Regions from separate parts of the Macaca mulatta genome. Here region 2 is linked to region 1. A link is a contact called in public Hi-C data. All regions are on one chromosome and are shown on one strand. The core of a region is the stretch at or near the end of the contact, and the rest is flanking DNA. Distances in the headings are between cores, read along the strand shown.

The links. A called contact is a pair of places that touch in the nucleus more often than the background predicts.
Region 2: a contact with region 1 is called in a Hi-C map of fetal cortex germinal zone, with 4 times the contacts expected there. The contact joins the promoter of RRAGC here to the promoter of LOC144334221 in region 1. A contact is called at or near these places in 2 of 14 Hi-C or Micro-C datasets (fetal cortex germinal zone and liver).

What each region holds. Positions count from the first base shown.
Region 1 is chr1:201,709,438-201,713,143 of T2T-MMU8v2.0, forward strand. LOC144334221 (microtubule-actin cross-linking factor 1-like) reads right to left here and starts at 2,122. Exons shown (of 4, transcript XM_077962934.1): 1 at 2,049-2,122.
Region 2 is chr1:201,946,179-201,949,884 of T2T-MMU8v2.0, forward strand. RRAGC (Ras related GTP binding C) reads left to right here and starts at 1,932. Exons shown (of 7, transcript XM_001113124.5): 1 at 1,932-3,706. LOC106997876 (a long non-coding RNA gene) reads right to left here and starts at 3,698. Exons shown (of 3, transcript XR_013403858.1): 1 at 3,398-3,698. It overlaps MYCBP (MYC binding protein), which reads left to right. Exons shown (of 5, transcript XM_001113156.5): 5 at 1-411.

The sequences.
Region 1 (3,706 bases), core at 872-3,371:
TTGATGCCATGCATGGCACCCAGCAGGCATTAGATTAAATGTTCATTTGCTTATTCCAAGGGCTGTTGTGGGAATAAGTGGCACAGCATGAGGATGGGGTGGGGGGATAGGACAGAAAGTCCATTTTTTCTGGTCAGTTTAGCTAGTGGAGAGGGTTGAGTGAAAATACAATTGCTCTAAGGCCAGCTGGGCTCCACCAGCCAGACTGGGCAGCCTTCCCTCAGCCAGGTCAAGCTCGCTTCCCAGAACCATCTGCTACACACAGCCCACCATGCCAAGGGCTCCATCAGAGCGCGAATGGTATGTGCCTTCAGCTACCAGCCTTCCTACAGGTCCCAAAGCCAACCCGGGTACCCAACTCTGACTTTGGCTGTAGGGTCCAGGGAGGGCAGGAGCTGTTGATTTTCCCTTATAGGGAATACCTGCACACAGAGCTATGTAGAGACAGCAAGGTAGCCTACATGGCTAGACACAATGGGTCTGTGACCACAGCTCCTCCGGGATTCTCGATTCTCAGCCTAGAGGTAGCAAGGGGCAGAGACAGCCTCCTGGGTCATTGGCAGATCCCCACCATAAGCACAGAATTCAAAGAGATAACAAAAGAAACATAAAAACGGTGTAGGAGGCCTGTAGGCAGCCTCGGGCAGCAGAGCCTCCCTGCCAGGGCACCCCTTGTGCCAGCAGCATGTGGGCCCTCTTCCCAAGGAACATCTAGAAGGGATCTAGCCACAGGAAGCAGAAAGGAAAGGACCCAGGGTCCTGGCACAGCTTTGCCCTTTATCCTAGCACTTACCCCTCCTCCCATTACCTTCTGGTGCCAGGGCAGGTGCTGAAGTGACAGCCTCAACCTCTGGGAAACTCAGGCCAAGCTTCCATCCCTACCCTTAGCCCGGGGGCAGAAAAAATGCCCCTCCTCTCAGACCACCTGCTTCATCCCAGAACCGCCCATTCCTCTCCAAGACACCCATTTCACTACAAAGGCCGGCTCTCCCAAGGCCTCCTCCCGGAGAAAGCGTCCCTTTTAGGCTCTACCCCGTCAATCTCCGGCCGCTCACAAACACTTGTTTGACCTCCGGGCTCCCGCCCGACCCTCGGTCACCTGGGTCATTCCATCAATCCCCGAGATTCACAGAAGCGCCCGCCCATGCCCCAGCCCACCCGCTAGGCCGCAGGCCGGTCGGCGACAGGCACCTCACCAGGTGCTCTCACCCGCTGCGACCCTCCCCACCTGGCCCCCACCCGCTTCCCCACGGTGGAGGAGGGGCGCGCCCGCGAGCCTGGAGCGACGCGGGTGGGTCCGCGTGCCCGCCAAGCGTGGCTGACAAAGAGCGGGGACGCGCGACCGAGGACCAACAGGGCGCTGGGGCCAGCGGCCGAGCCCTGGGGCCGGGAAGCGACCTTCCCCGCCCAGCCCTGCCGGCTCCCGAAGGTCCGGCGCCGGGCCCCGACAGGGCTCCGTGTCCCATTTTACCGGGGAACACGCCTCCCTTCCACCCTGGCAGCGCCTGCACAGGGGAAACCCCAGCTCCGCGTCTTCACCGCTCCCCGGCTCCGGCCGCGGGGGCTGCAGGTGCGAGGCCCGCACGGCCGCTGTGCCCGCGCCTGTCAAGCCGCCTGTCCACGGCCGCCGGCTGCCGGGGGCTGGGGCGCGGCCGCCTGGGGCGATCAATCACTGCACCCCGCGCACCGGGTAGGGCGCCTCCATCCAACCCTGCGCCCCATGCCTTACCCTGGGAGCCGAAGGAGGAAGAAAACGGACCCGCGGCGGCAGCGAGCTGGAGCTCAGTCGAGGGGAGCGTGGCGGAGCCGAGGGGAGCGGCTCCCACAATGGCCGAGCTCGCGCCGCCGAGCCCCCCGCCCCCCGCGCCCTAGCGGCAGCGGCTGAAGCAGAGCCGGCGCAGCCGCCCAACCCGCTCCCCCACTCCCAGCGCCGACGCCGCCCCCCGCCCCCCGATGCGCGCTCCCCCCGCCCTGCACCCCACCCCTGCGCTTCCGCTCGCCCCGCGCTCCCCTGCCTGTCCGTCGCCCCGCGCCCCCTCCGCACTGACCCCGCGTCCTCTTGCCGCCTCCAGGCGGCCCCTCCCCTCTGCAGCTCCTCCCCGGTGGCCTCCGGTGTCCCCCCCAGGCCAACCACACCCCCAAATTCCCCGCCCTCTGCTCCGCGACCTCTCCGCCCCGGCCCCGCGGCCGCTCGCTGACCCGGGGCCAGCTCAGCCGGCCCGCCCCCTTGGAGTTCCTCACCGTCCCCAAGTCGCTCTCTCAGGCTGCCGAGCTGTCCATCTGCCCAGACCCCGATTCTCAAACAACCCTTTTCCATGCCCACCCCGCTTTCGCCGGTTTCCCTTAAACCCACATTCCGTCCCCGCCCTTGGCGCTCCTGCTCCAGCTGCCGGAGAGCGTCCTGCAGATCCTGCGGGAACTATAGGCCCACCTATCCTCTGGGCTTCTGGAACTGAATGGAAGGACCTAAAGAAGGCCTCATCTTCCCCGCAGGGTAAAGAGCAGAAAAGAACCAGGCCCCAACGAGGGAACTCAGTCTCTTTAGACAGCGCTAGCCCCAAGTGGAGCCTTGGAAGAGGCTTTATCCACCGAGGAAGCATTTATTGAGCTCCTTCTGCACGCACGATCTAATGATACACAAAACAAGAGGCAGGAGTCCCTTCTATCCTCTCCTAGGACAGATACGTGAATGTTTCCAGAGAGAGAGGGAATGTGTCTAAAGTCATTCCACTTAGTAACCTGCATAGCAACAGCTACCATATGGGCGTGTCTCCTGGTGACTGTGTCAGGCGCTTTACCTGGACCACGCCAAATCCAGTCCTCACAACCCTGTTCATTCATTCAACAAATATGTGCTGAACATCTATCCGGTGTCAGACCGCATGCAGGATACTGAAGATAGAGTGTGAGCAAGATGCATTTCATCCCTGCCTGTTGACCACGGGCTCACAGTCCAGCAGGAAAGATGGATGCATCCCATGAGGCAGTATTATTTCTAATGTATAGATGTAGAACTGAGATGATTTCCTCAAAGTCATGTAGGGAGAAAGTGGATGGTCCCAGGACTGGAGCCCTGTCTTCAGATTTCACATTCTGTTATTTTTCACCATAATGATTGGGAGAAAAAAAATGTGTTGGAGCAATTTACAAAGGTCCTTGAGCTAAGAAATTTGGCCTAAACTGGCTGGGCGTGGTGGCTCACGCCTGTAATCCCAGCGCTTTGGGAGGCTGAGGCTCACAGATCACCTGAGGTCGGGAGTTCGAGATCAGCCTGAGAAACATGGAGAAACCCTGTCTCTACTACAAATACAAAAAAATTAGCCGGGCATTGTGGCACATGCCTGTAATCCTAGCTACTCGAGAGGCTGAGGCAGGACAATCACTTGAACCCGGGAGGTGGATGTTGTGGTGAGCCGAGATCGTGCCATTGCACTCCAGCCTGGGCAACAAGAGTGAAAATTCCGTCAAGAAAGCAAGAAAGCAAGAAAGAAATTTGGCCTAAATTTAATGATTATAAGCAGCCAAGAAAGGTGTCAAAGTAACAGTGAAAGTAACCCAGAGGCAGGTGCCAGATGGGTGTGGATGGTTATGCTTGGGAGACTACTCTAGTAGTCCCAGCCAAAGGTAATGAGGCTTGCACTGGAGCAGGGACAATGGAGATGGGAAGGGATGTTTTCCACCCACTGAAACTTGCTAAATTTCTGTG
Region 2 (3,706 bases), core at 682-3,181, 240 kb after region 1:
GCAATATACAACTCTGGGTTCACACACAAGCTGAGATGAGAAGAGGAATGAGCCATATATTGTGGAAAATCATAGTTTGTAGGTATAATTATATAGTGCTTTTCTCCCTCAAAGTATTTTTCTAGTCTTGAATTCATTTTATCTTCATTATATAATCCCTGTGAAGTAGGTGGGACAAGTATGAGGGGAAGAGGGGTGCTGAATTTTTAGGCCAAAGACTGATATTAATACAAATCACTCACTAACTGTAGAGCCTTGGGCATATCAGTGAACTGCTCTAAGATTTACTGTCTTCATCTGTTTAATGAGTAGAATATCCGTGATGCCTACCTCACAGGGTTGTTGTGAGGGTCAAATGAGAATGTATGTGAAAGATTTGTAAATGGTAAAGCACTATATTCTTGTTTGTTAGTCCTTTTTCCTTTCTTTGGGTAGACCTACAGTCAGATGTTTTGTTTTATTGATCACTTATTTTCCTTACTGATAAGACTGTCATTTTATAGACATATTCCTATTTCATATATTCTCTCTCTCTTGTTAGAGAACCTTTCTTTGTTTTTGGTCAAAACACATAGAAAACAAAATGATCCAATGAAAACTGGTTTAACTAGCAAAAGCCTTGGCACCTGTTGGAGACTATGGCCAAGCCAATTATAAGGGCATTTAAATCAGCCCTGTTAGTAGGAATGTGGCTATGGCTGGTGGTGCCTCTTCAAGTCACAAGTTTGTTTTTGGAGTGGGCCCAGAAGATCATTCGCTTGAATAGATTTCTCTTTTACCAATTTGAGTACCTCCTACATGGGCAGCAGTGGACTAAGTGCTGGGTGTGATAAAGAGGAATGACTTAATTATGAGACTATATAATCAAATACAGTGTGGGTTAGGACCTGTGACAGACCATTATTATAAAGCATGGCTCCATGAGGGTTTTGGAAGAGAGGGAGACTTGGCTTCTTTAGTTGGTGTGACAGTTTTTTGGTAGATACAGGTTGAAATTTTTTTGTGGCAGCCAATCCTCATGTGCTTTTTACTCATTGGATTAGTATTAATATTTATGTCAGTAAGCCAGGTGACTGTGACTGTCTTTGGTACTATCCTTTTTGAACAGAAAGGCAACATGTGGGTTCGATAATCACACTTTTAGGTGAAACTGACTTGCTTAAACTGCTGTAACAGTCAGTGCTATTTAAGAATTCAGGATCAGCCTAGACTCTAGAGGTCCTCTTCAACATTTCTGTCAAGGATTTGGATGAAGACAATATACCACAAGATGCTCGATGGAAGAGAGAATGGATCCCACCAGTTAAGCTCCTGTTATGCTTCTGTTGCTTTGTCTATAAAATATCAACTTCACATCTTGCCTACCTCACAAGGTGGTTGTAAGAATCAAATTAAATATAACGGATGTAAAAGTGCCTTGCAAACTGTAAAGGATTACATACAGACCAGATGGTAGTGCCAAATCTGTGACACAAATTGGAAAGTCTGTTTGGAAGACTATATTGAAACAAGCTTTAAAATGATTAACCACGTGGAATACCCAAACTGCTGGGCCTAAACCAAAAAGTTGAAGTATCAAGTCTTAACGTTTAGGTTCAGAAATGCAGCTATAGACATTTAGGCACTAGGATTGCTGACAAAGTGTTAGTTCCAGTGATTATCAATGTGAACCACTCTATGGATCCTTAAAAAAAATTCCATTCTGGAAAGTACAAATAGAAATATTGTCTAGGTGTTAAATGGTCATTCTGAAAGTTGTACTGTTTAGTATTGCTTTGTAGGAGTCAGATGTTTGATGAAATTGACAAGATTGAATGCAGGGCAAGAGACAGGGACCATCCTGGCCAACATGGTGAAACCCTGTCTCTACTAAAAATACAACAATTAGCTGGGCGTGGTGGTGGGCGCGTGTGGTCCCAGCTACTCAGGAGGCTGAGGCAGGAGAATCGCTTGAACCCGGGAGGCAGAGGTTGCAGTGAGCTGCAATCGTGCCACTGCACTCCAGCCTAGCGACAGACAGACCGAGACTCCGTCTCAAAAAAAAAAAAGTTCCTCAGTTACACTAGCAACATTTCAAGTGCTCATTCCTCATAGGACTAGCGGCTACATGTTTGACTGCAGAAAAATAACATGTCTATCATGTATATCAGTTGTATTGAATAGCACCATAGAATGGTTGAAATAGGATGTTCAGCAAGGAACAGAGAAGACTTAGTGGGTAATGAATACTGCAATTTGGTATTTGAAGTGCTGTCATGAAAAAGATGAAGACTATTCCTATTTTATTCTATTAGGCTTCAGGGAGTGTGGTTTGACTTTAATACTTTTTTTGAGACAGAGTCTCGCTCTGTCGTCCAGGCTGGAGTGCAGTGGCGCGATCTCGGCTCACTGCAAGCTCCGCCTCCTGGTTTCACGCGATTCTCCTGCCTCAGCCTCCCGAGTAGCTGGGACTACAGGCGCCCGCCACCTCGCCCGGCTAATTTTTTTCGTATTTTTAGTAGAGACGGGGTTTCACCGTGTTAGCCAGGATGGTCTCGATTTCCTGACCTCGTGATCCACCCGCCTCTGCCTCCTAAAGTGCTGGGATTACAGGCGTGAGCCACCGCGCCCGGCCGACTTCAAGAAATTTTTAAACAAAAGTTTACCACGGTGGAGTTGGCTGCCTTTCGAGATGGTGAGCTCTTTTCCCTTCGAACTGTTTAAGTGCATTTTGCATGTCTATTAGACACTATAGAGTTGGTTCGTTTTGGGTCAGAGGTTGGGCTAGATGACCTCTAAGGGTGTATCCTACCTCTAACTTACGGGTTTAGACAAAACCAAAGTCCTATACCTTCCCGCATGTGCGTATAGGGCTGTGCTTTAAGAGGATCCTCTTGTCAAAGTTCCAGTTCTAGAGCCTGATTGTCAAAGATAAAAATTCCTCTAGATTTCTCGGACATACTTGGTGACAAGCATTTGCTTTTGTTTGCTTTCATTATTCAATACTTTGATCTCTAATCTGAACGAGGTCATAGAAGAGGCAGTGTTCTATGGGGGATGGAATTCCTGGAGTAGACTTTGACAAGGCGGGAAGGAGGGCAAATTGAGTCCCGTTGGGTTTGAAGTGGCAGCAGTATCCACTATCGGAGACTTACTGAAGAAAGAAGGTAAGATGTTTTAGCTTGGCTGCATCTGCTTTCCTATCAGGGTCCAGCTACCTGCTAGAACAAAGTCACGGTGACCCGTGACTCTGCCTTGGTTGAGGTTTGCCCTCAGTGTGGCTGGCTCCCCCATACCTTTCTTTGCACATCCCAATCTATCCATCCACCTAGATCTGCTCAGACGCTTTCTCATCCAACTCCCGAGCATTATTTATCCGTGACCTTCCCACATAATATTTCGTAGCGAGGTTACTTACGCAGAGGTCCGATCTCTCTGTTCATCTTCAAGCAACCTGAGGGCAGGCAGGGTCCGAGTCGGATCCAGTTCTGTGCCCCTTGGTAGGTACCCAGGACACGGCAGGCATCAACAAATATCGGTTGGGAAAGTACAGTTGCAGGATGAGGATAATCAATTCTTCCCTCAAATGCCGGGAGAGCATCTCCATAGCGGTGCTCTGGGAGCCCGGAAGAAGGCAGGGGAGCAGTGCGGACAGCGGTGCATGCGGGCCGGGGCGGAGGGCTGAGGGCCCGATCACAGGCAAGAGGCGCGGCCGAGCCGCCCTCCT